Linked DNA regions of Rattus norvegicus: region 2 is linked to region 1. Evidence: chromatin contacts called from public Hi-C data. All regions are on one chromosome and are shown on one strand. The core of a region is the stretch at or near the end of the contact, and the rest is flanking DNA. Distances in the headings are between cores, read along the strand shown.

Region 1 (5,446 bases), core at 1,122-3,621:
TGAGGACAAATCATACTGTGAGAACTTGTTTCCCCTTGGGTCTCACAGCTCCTGACTTTGCCACACTGCACAACTCCATTCAGGAGATAAAAAGGAAAAGAACACCTCCAGCATCAAAACACAACAAAGAGAGTTTGAGAGAAGATAATCTTAACGCCACTCGAGACACACGTGCTTAGCTACTGAACAAAACACTGCTAAACCAAAGCCAGAAATAAGCAGAAAAGAGAATTTACCAGGCCAACTGAAGTTTTTCTCTGGAATTCAAGGTTAACACTTAGAAATCAATGATTTATAAAACTGATAGTTTAAAAGAGAGAAATCTGTAGTATGGAAATAGATGCTAAGTGGAGAGAATCTGAAATATAAGTCTTGAGAAAAACTGCCGATAAATTAACAGTAGGAATCTGCATGTGCAATGTGCAGTGTGCAGTGTGCAGTGTGCAGTGAATGTCTCCAATTAGTTGGGGTTGACACCAACCTCATATAGGTATGGACCAGGTTTCAGAAGCCCTGGCCATGCTGATACCCAGCAGTGTGTGAAGTGCATATGTGTGTATGTGTATGTGTATGTGTGTGGGGAGGGGAGAATGGGAGAGTCACATACAAGTTTGCCAGTGAAGAACTAAGTCTCCATTATTTACAGATGATATGGTTTCCAATATGAGATACTCAGAAGGATCTATACATAAATCAGGAAAATTCTAAGAATTTAGTTAAGGGTATAATTAATATACAAAAAATTAATCCCACTTATCTTCACCATCAACAAACAGAAATGAAATTTATCAAATGAAGCTTCTTAGGGGAGCCATAAAAACAGAGGTATGTCTCAAGACTTGGGGCAATCCTGATGAGGTAAGGCTGATCAAGCCATTGTCGACTGAAAATAGAGCCAACTGCCAGTGCAGTAACACGCCGAGCTTACCTGCCTCCTTAAACCCTGCTGAGCCCCAGGGAGAGCCCCATAAGATCACAGGGTTGACTGAGGACTCAGGCATTCAGCCTCTGGCCAGCACTACCACCAAAATATGTGGCAGATTGCTATCCCAGAAAAGACTGCAATTCCAAATTCAAAGTGAAGTTTTAGACCTTAAGTTGAAAAATCATAATTGTACCATCTTGTACTGAAAACACACGCATATTAAGCACACGGGACTAAATCTAGACAAAGCTACAAGACACCTGTATGTAAACAACTTAAATGCAGAAGGTTAAAATTAAGTGGGTGGGATACTTTGATGTTGTAAAGACTTCATTTCTCTAAATGGCTTTAAAGATTCAACTCTGTGCCAATCAAAACTCCAGTGGAATTTTTAGGGCATTTGACGAGCTTTCATGCAGGAGAGTAGAGGGGTGGCCAGTCACTGCTGCTGAAGGAGAGTCTGTCAGGAGTGGTTATAAACATAGCGTAATGAAAACTGTTTGCTATACAGGTGTCCTCACATACCTGATGGCTCTAACACGGCCTAGGAGCACATTTGTGTGCACGTGAACGGTGCTTTAGAATACCCATGGCCCTGCAGCTCACTGAGGGAAAGGACAGACGTTTCAATTAATGATTCCTGGGCAGCTTTTCTATGGAGAAAAACTGGATGCCTACTTCAATTACGTACCACCATCAACTGTGTACTAGTGTTTTGTTTGTGTAAAGTAAACTCTTTTTTAAAAGTTGGCCCATATAGCACTATGCTCCCAGGACGAGGAAGAAATGCCCCAAATTAGAGAAGACACAAAAACTCAGATCATAAAGAATAATGTTCTGCCTCATTAAAATTCCAAACTTCTGTTTTGCAAGGCTCCATCTGCAGTGTAAAAGCACGGTGAGCTGCAAAACCACGCATGATGGCGGGCTCAGCCTCCCACCCCGACACAGACTCCTACAGATCAACTAGGAAACACACAAACAACCAAGCAGACAAATGGCCAAAAGATACGTGCAGATGCTTCACACAGGGAAGCAGGGGTGAGTCAGTGTGTGGAAGGCTTCCACACTTTAAAACACACTCAACTTCATTCAAAAAAAAAAAAAAAACAGTTTAGAACAAACTCGAGACCATCTCACCCGCTACCTTGGAGGCTTTTCAAACATGACAAGATCAGGGGAACTTGTAGAAACTAGGTCTTTAGGAAACAACCTGGCATGATTAGGTGTTTTCAAGGAGCCGGTATCTAGCTTAAAAATAACTGGCTTGGAGAATTTCTTGTCCACAAGATCTAGGAGTCTTGGACGATTTATGTGAGATCATACAAGTCCTGCATGCAATTAAAACAAAACAGAAAGCAAACATGACACACGGTGCTGATGACAGTGGGTATCTACAGGGAAGGCTACACAGCAGTGAGGGGTGATAGCCACGTACCACATACGGAGATGAAGGCTAAGGGTCTAACCCCAGGTGATAGGGAAGAGATATAACCAGGACGAGAGGCAAGGAGCAGACCGGAAGGCCTCGTCAGAATAGCTTCCTTATTTTATTTTTGCCTGGGCTGAAGTTGCCAAAATCAGAACATGGAAATCAGAGCCATCTGTTGACAGGGTAAGTTAGAGAGCTGGACAGAAACGCAGAAGAATGTTTTGAAATCTGCATCAAATCACAGAGACAGAAATAAAAGCCTGTTTTAGTTTAGTGGGGAGGAATAGTGTCACTTGGCCATCATTTATGTAATAGTAAGAGTGCTGTCGTCACCCACAGGAACAGTATTAAGGTGCGTTAGTTTAGTCGTGGTCACTGCACAAAGTCAGGATGGGCAGGAAGAGCTGTTAAACTCACTGCCAGTACAGGTTCGAATCATTTCAAGATCCTTCGATCTTGATCAATCGCTGAGGAGCTGATGAGATGGTTCGGTGGGTAAATGCTTGGCATGTAAGCTTGAGGCCATGAGTTCAGATCCCACACCCACATGAGAGCCAGCTGTCACAACATATGTCTGTAAGCACAGCGCTGGAGGTAAGAGAGCTGTATTGAAGGGCTTGAGGCCAGCCAGACAAGCCAAAATGGCAAGTTCCAAGTCAAGTGAGAGAACTACCTCAAAAGACTAAGGTAGAAAAGTTAAAGGAATACGCCCAAGGTAGAACTCAGGAATCCTGGTGTCCATGCACAGGCAAGAACATCTGAGCATGCGAGTGTGCCCCACCTCTGCCACACCACACGGAGAATGAGTGAGGTGGACTAAGCTGTGAGAGAAGTGGCGGGCCAAGCTGCTCTCTACAACCTCTCACAGGTACTTGAAACCAAGATGGATGACGTAACTCAAGCCATGGAAATTATAACAGGGTGAAGATAGCCCATGAACTTCACCCAACAGTCTTACTGAGTGTGTATTTAGTGTTGTGTGTATGTGCAGTGGCCCATATTGGGCTCTTGACCTTCTGTGTAGAGGACTGGGGTTGATATCTAGTGTCTTTCCTCAATCTCTCACCACCCTTACTTTCATATTTTAATATGAATTTTAATACTTAGAACAACATATGGCGGTGCGCACCCTGGCATGTGTGTGGAGCTCAGAGGACAACTTGTGCAGGACCACTCGCCTCTTCCACCATGTGGATTCCAGGAGCACACCCCAGCTGGGCTGGACATTGGCTAGGCTGGCCAATGAGCTTGAAGGGTCTGCCTGTCTCTGCCTCCTTTCCCTAAAGCTATGATTATAAAAATACATGTGTTATACCATTTTTTCTGTTAAATAATATAATTTTGAGATTATAATATACTTACATTTCTCCCTTCCTTTTTCTCCCTCCAAATGTTGCCATGTAACACCTCCCCTCCCTTGTTTTCCTTCAAATTCATGGCCTCTTTTCCTTAATTGTTGATACACACACACACACACACACACACACACACACACACTTCTAAATATACACATACACCCTGATCGGTCTGTATGTTACTTGGATGCATGTTTTCAGGATGGCCACTTGGTGTTGAGTAAGTAATTAGGGCCTCATCCCTGAGGAAGACGACGTCTCCTGCTCTCAGCACTCTTTGCTTGCCTTTAGTTCTTTGTCTAGGTTGAGGCTTCACCAGCTTTCTCCGTTCCATATTAACACGCCTGTTGGTATTGTCCATGTTCAGGTCTTGTGTAGGCAGCCGTGTTGGAGAGACTTCATGGATGTAGGATATCTTCTGATATTTCTAGCAAACATCCTGCTTCTCTGGCCCGTACAGTCTTCCTGACCCTTCTTCTGTTATGACCCCTCCTCAGGTGCAGGAGTTGAGTTGCAGGTGTATGCGTAGGACTGGGCTTCACAACTCTGCATTTTGATTGGCTGTGGTTCTGCAATGGTTTCCTTCTGTGGCAAAGAGATGTTTCCTTGATGAAGTGTGAGAACTACACTAATCTGTAAATATGAAGATAAATATTTCTAATTTAGCTAGGGACTATGCTCTTTTATTAAAATGATGGTTGTAGGGTCTCCTCCAAGATTCGTGACTTCAGTGCCCTTGAGTAGTCGGCTAGGTTTCCAGAGCCAGGCACGACTTCCTTCTTGTTGAGCAGTCTTAAGCCCAATCAGAAAGCTGTTGGTTACTGCCCCAGTGTGCAGGTCACTACCTCACCCTTAGCACCATTGTGTCATGCTGGCTGTTGATGTGGTCGTTGGCATCACAGCTGGGTACACTGTTGGTTGTCACCCTCCTTGGGAAGCTGAACGTCACCTTCTGGCACCATGAAAACTAGTCCTGAAGGAGGAGGCTTTCAGGTCAGAGCCAGCTCAGGTGCTGGGGCCTGAGTGTCTGAAATGCATGGTGTCTTCAGGGACAGGGCCTACCTTCTACCTCCTGGGGGCAACCAAGGACAGCAGAGTAGCCTATAATGTTTGTGTTTTAGGTTCTCTTGGACAACCCTGGCTAACAACTCAAAAGAGGGCTTCTCATGCTTCCTTGGGGGGTTATGTTAGAGTCTATTTTGTGCTAGGCTTTTAATAGGCTCTGGGTATCTGAACCCAGGTCCTGATACTTGAATAGCCTGCACTCCACTGACTGAGCCACACCTATAATCTGACAGCACAGCGCTTTCACCCTGTGAAGCATACACTCACACGCTCTGAAGGAAAGACTCCTTAAACTTCTCTGAACACATCACTGAGAAAGCTGAAAGACAAGCCACAGCCTAGAAGCGATCTGCAGCACAAATTACAGACACAAATTATATGTGCATATATATGTAATGCTACGAAATCAATTTGAATGAACAACAAACAATACACAAGACAAATGGGTTAATTATATAAAGAGGCAAGTCACAGAGGAGGAAATAAAAACATCCAATCAATATGTGGAAATATTCCAATTACACCAGCTATGTAATGCAACTTTCACACAAGTGATAAGAATATAAGGCGCGAAAATATCAAGTGCTAGTGACGGTGAGCAGGGATGGCGCTCTCGTGTACTGCAAGCTCAGACTGGCCCTGATGTTTGAGGAGCCAATCGAGAGCAAA
Region 2 (5,446 bases), core at 843-3,342, 110 kb after region 1:
TTAACCAAACTTATTTGAGGAAGGCCTACATTTTCCTAAAATGAAAAAAATTCTGACTCTATACTTAAGCAGCAAAATTTAAAATAGTATCCCTTTGACTGGGGTTTTTTTTGTTTTTTTTTTTTTTTGTCTTATTTACTGAATTTTTTTTTGAGAGAGAGAGAGAGAATATATCTATGTATTCCAAATTTTGGGTTCACCAAATTAACAGTTCACAAAGCAATATCAAATTTGTAATTCTTCTACCTCAGCCTCCAAAGTGTTAAGGATTACAGGCATGTACCCCCACCATGCCCAGCTAATATCACCCCTTTGGTTGGCAGCTTTTAGTGCTTCTTCGGGGTAACTTGTTCCATGAAGCTGTCAGCACCCCTAGGTTTTCAGGGATAGACTTATGGACTGAAGGCAGCAAGTGACTGTCTGAGTTAATGTTCACTTTTGCAAGCTTGGAAACCAGTGAGCTGAAAAATGGCCAGCGTTCCGATGATAAATGGAGATTTGATGACACAAGGAAAAGTGACAAAAAGATTAAGGTAGCTGTGATCACGGAGTCTTCTGGGCTACACTTTTGTGTGTTGGTCAAATATGAGTGATGAGAACCTCGGGCATAGATTGGGAGGGAGGAGAGAGATGACAGGGAGTGTGTTTGTTATGTGTATGAGCAATGTTACAGCCCAAAAAAAGCACAGAGCAAAAAAAGATGGAGGGTTTTCAAACACATGATAAATATATAACCAACTTTCGGAGCCCAGATCAATAAAAAACAAACCCGAAATGGGCAGAAGGGAAGAAGAGGAGGAAGGAATGTGGAGGCCCCATAAAATCCTCACAATGTGTTTGAAGGGGGACCGTGACATGAATAGAAAATGGGAAGGAGAAAAGAAGACTGGCTTCTTTAGAAATCTGTACGACTGTCCCTTTCTTGCCCTTTACTTTTATCTACCTCAGCCGCTCCCGGTGCCCGTCTGACAGGGTTCACAAAATGCTTTCGGAGTCAGGAAGGTATTTGTAATGCTTCGTTTCCGTCTGGAGTTTCCCTGCAGCACGGTGCGTCTATAGACAATTGCTATGGCTCTAGGAAACCTGAAGGATAACAGAGCAGTCAGCCACAGATGCATCAGCCTTTCTCCCATTTCTATCCTTGCCTTAAAGCACAGGATTGCTGGGTCAGAAGCCAGCTTGACAGCCCAGTAGGGCTGTCAGGGACCTCTCCAGTAGGGCCAGTGAGATCTTGACATTTTAATGTTGCTGTTTCGAGGTTTTCATGGTGTTGTTTTAATAAAACAACAGGAGAACTTTAAAGCATACATTCTAAATATAGCCATGGTAAGTGACTAGTGTTTAAAGGAGAAAGTGAACTTGAAAACCCTTGAATGTGTTGTAGGGGGTGGGTGGGAGAGGGGGGGGAGAAGGCGATGGGAGGAGGAAGGGGGGAGGGAAGGGAACTGTAGTTTGTGTGAAGTGACACAGTTCCCATTTCTAAAATTGCCTTAGAGCCCACGATTGCCCATTCTGGGGTCAGTCAGTTTATTGCAGTCATTGCCTCTTTGACCAAGAAGTAATGGGCTTGAATTTCCATGGTCTGTGAGAATTGCTGCTGTCAATTTCTTAGCTGACAGCCTGCCACCCAGGAAGGTTCAGCAGGCCTAAGCTAGTTAGCAATTATCCTGACCTGGTGGGAGGAAGGCCCGTGATTTTGCTAGTACCAAAAGAGGCCCAGAAACCAAGTAGAGAGAGCACATAAGCCCTAGGAGCCATCAGACACACACTCTAATATCTTGCTTCCTTCTCCCATGTCTGCTCACTAACAACAGTAAGTGTTGAGCTGGGGGGGTGTAGCCCAGTGGTAGAGAGCCTGCCTAGCTCTAGTAGGTTTGATTCCCAGTTCTGCCCCTCCCCCAAAATTACAATCAGTGCCCACCAGTAAAATCCTTGGCACATCCTAGGCCACAGCACACACTGGCAGCTTGGTCTTAGCCAGCTCTTGTCTCTAGGCGTTGGTGAAACTTGGGTGGTGTGTTCCCTCCCCGGCTGTCCTGGGCTTCCTGTTCTAAGCCAGCCACACCACGCTCTCACTCTGGGTGTTTGGGCCGAGTGTAGAAGCCAAATCAGTTTCCTCCTTTCCCCTTGGCTAGTCAACCTTCTCCTCCTACCTAGTGAGTGGTCTCCATCCCACGCCACGGCTGTATCTTTGGCTAACACCACAGCCGGGGCTCGTGGCCAGGAGAAAGAAGTTAGCACCTGCCCAGGGGAAGTGAGGGGAAATGGAGGCTTCAAACGAGAAAAAAGGAGCATATGTTTGGTGGATTTACACTTTTAAAAGCAGTTTTGACATTTGTTTTTCTCTACAAAAAATGTTGGTGGAATACTCTGATGCCAAAATGCTTTGGGGAAAAGACACTATTCAGGCAAATGCCAGGGCTGAGCAGAGGTTGCTGCACTCACTTTCCCTGAAAGGTGGTGGAGCAAGGATGCCCTCTAAATCCTCAGAGGGGAAACTGAGGCACAGAGAGCTAAACTTCCTCGGCCACCAAGTAAGCAAACAGGGGTTAAGGCAGGTTTGTCTGACCCATCTCCAACGCCCCACCACCACCACCCTCTGTGAGCCTCCCTTCTTCTGAGGCAGCCTCGCCTGACAGTTTGACAGGTTAAAAAAAAAATGGGGTGGGAGTTGTCTGAGTTTAATAGAACATGTGTGTTAGAGTTAAGGAAAAAAAGAAAAGGGTATTTTTCTTCGATAAAGTCTGGAGGTGAACAAGATAGTATGTGATAAGCATTTTTTTTTAAGTTGATTATATAAGCCAGGCAGAGGGGATTACAGAGAGGGCGTAAGATAGTGATGAAACGGGTTTAGGCAGAAGGGGAGGGGACCTGCCTGGGGACAGCATCCTCACATCTCTCTTCCTTTCCACTTCCTCTCTTCCCACTCCTTCCTCCAAAACCAAAAAAAAAAAAAAAAAACTTGCGAAGGAAAAAAAGGGAGCTAATTAAGAAAGAGAAATCCAGGTTCCCAGAGAGGAACACAGTCGCCATAATCACAGCGGCAGGACCTGCAGAGCAGTGGTTCAATTAAATAAGGATATTGGGGATTTCGGGGGCTCTCCCCGTGTGTACGCTTGTCTCCACGTGTGGAAATCATCCTGCTTTTATATGCACCCCACAACCTGAACACCAAGTGCCTCCGAACCCACAGAAAAGCTTCCCATTTGGAAATTAGAAAACTATGAGAGAGCCAACAGATCCTGGGTTGGCCAAGGTCTCCAGGTGGGGCCTGGTGATAGGGAATAGTGAAATGTAAGGTAAGGCCTGGAATGGCCTGCTCCCCCCAACCCCCACAGTGTCAGGGCAATGATGGACAGAGCCCCAGGCTTCTCCAGATGAGAAGGGAAAAGTATCATCTTCACTGCCTGCCCACTCAGCACCTTGCTGCCAGGCCAGCTGCCCCTTTGTCGCCTGTCATTAGAGACAGCTCTGTTGGTGGCTTCCTGCAGGAGAGAAGCAGCAAGAAGATGAACTGTTATTCGGGGAACACACCTGCGCACAAGACAGAAATGGATGGGAGTTGGGGGTGGGGCCGAGAGGCTTCTATTCATAAGCCACTTCCTCTGGGTCTCCAAGACTGGCACCAGCAGCTCCGGGCTGATGAATTATTGTTCTCAGACAAGCTCCAGAGGGCCCCCCTTGAGTTCCATGTGTTCACCCCTGCCAGTCATGATAGAGGGGTTTGCGCTTTCCTGGGGCATAGGAGTGAGAAAATAATGAGGGCAGGAGAAAAATAAGAATCACCCTGTTTGCACAGAGCCACTTTAGAGGGGACGGAAATCTCAGCGTCCCGGACAAAAGTGGTTTTGGTGGCATGTGCTTTGCTAGTCTTGCCTTCTTCGGAGGCAGCAAAATCAGAAATGTTCATCTACTTTTCTGGAGGGAGATCACTCCACTGAGAAGGCTGTTTAGTCCCCTAAAAAAAAAAACAAAAAACAAAAAAAAAACAAACAAACAACAACAAAAAGCCAAACCAAACCAAACAAACAAACAAAAAAACCTTAAACAAAAAAGAAATGGCGGAGTCTCTCACTTAAGTGGACCAATATCTAGAGGAATCATTGGCTACAAACCAATGAAGAGGGCCCTGAGGGCCACCCCTTAATGCAAGGCCACCTGCAGCCCTGATCTGGAGCAAGAGAAGAGTACCAGGAACTGTATCTGTCCCATTGTACTGCCCACTCCACTCTCTGGCCTTAGATTCAAATCTTTGAAGAAACAGAAGTGGATTCTTGGTAGAAAGGAATTCACAGGTCACTGTCGTAAAGGCTCAGAAGATGCATTAGAGACAATTCGAGAAGACACATTAGTAAGAAAACGTGTATGTCTTGTTAGACATTGGGCAAGGAGGCTAACATTTCCTTTATTTGAGAGCCCATAGTGTAGAGAAGCCAGGCCTCCTGCATCCCGCATGTTCTCCCGGGATAAATTGGCTTGTGCCTCTAGTCCAACAAAAGGTGACTGGGAGCTGAGGGATCATTGTCCCACCCAGTGATTACAGATTTCCAGGAGCCTGCTATCTATCTCTGCCTCTTTTTTCTCCCCTGCTAAGCTAAATGCCCACCAAGGCAGAAAGGTCCCAGACAAGGCTGTAGCAGAGGAAAGCGATGCACACACTAGGAACCGGAGAGGTGGCTTAGTGGAGAAGGTGCTTGCAGTGTGGACCAGAGTTTGAATGCCTAAACCCACTTAAAAGCCAGTCAGTCGTTGTTGCTGCCTATAATCACAGGAAGCAAGAGAGAGGTGCTCCCTGAGGCAGGCTGGTGGGCTCACAAGACCAAGAGTAGCCAGAATTGATAAGCTCTGGGTTCAGCCAGAGACTCTCTGCCTCAATATGTACAGAGTGATTGAGAAAGACATCCAATTTTGCTTTTTAAACCTCCATATGAATATCTATGAATGCACGCACATATGTAAACCACGCAGACAAGGAAGGAAGAAAGGAAGGGAGGGGGAGGAAGGGAGGAAGGAAGGAAGGAAGGAAGAAGGAAGCGACACAATGTAGATTTTAACACAAAATCATTAATATATAATCCAAAAGTCAGGCATGCTAGCATGCACCTGGAATCCCAGTATTCTGGAGGCTACCGCAGGAGGATTTTGCAAATATGAGGCCAGCTCAGGCTACAAAGTGAGATGCTGTTTCTGAAGGGCAGGAGAAAAAAAAAAGGACAGAACCCTGAGATGAAAGGAACTATCTTCCCATGGTATTCAGAAGGAATTTAAACCCCCGAAAGTGTGTGAGAGAAGGTTGTGTCTAATTCTCTGCCATCCAAGCAAGGTTGAGTTTCCTAGGTGCTAGACTCTGAGACGGTTTATAAGCCTAACAACTCACAAGGGAGCATGGGGACAGTCACCAAACCTGCCTAGGTAAAGATTATAAGGCCTCAGAGGGGAAGGAGGA

What was found. Hi-C and Micro-C count contacts between places; a contact is called where the count stands out from the background.
Region 2: a Hi-C map of frontal cortex shows a contact between it and region 1, with 2.3 times the contacts expected there. The contact joins two enhancer-like sites. A contact is called at or near these places in 2 of 12 Hi-C or Micro-C datasets (the A7r5 cell line and frontal cortex).

The regions. Positions count from the first base shown.
Region 1 is chr7:113,923,695-113,929,140 of GRCr8, forward strand. All of the region lies in intron 5 of Enthd1 (ENTH domain containing 1), which reads right to left. Among named protein-coding and RNA genes, the nearest start is that of Enthd1, 63 kb to the right of the region's middle. Within about 2 kb of position 2,372, at least 6 of the 93 cell types and tissues checked have an H3K27ac peak or open chromatin away from gene starts, as enhancers often do.
Region 2 is chr7:114,036,754-114,042,199 of GRCr8, forward strand. The region is part of intron 1 of Grap2 (GRB2-related adaptor protein 2); the gene reads left to right. Among named protein-coding and RNA genes, the nearest start is that of Grap2, 42 kb to the left of the region's middle. Within about 2 kb of position 2,093, at least 11 of the 93 cell types and tissues checked have an H3K27ac peak or open chromatin away from gene starts, as enhancers often do.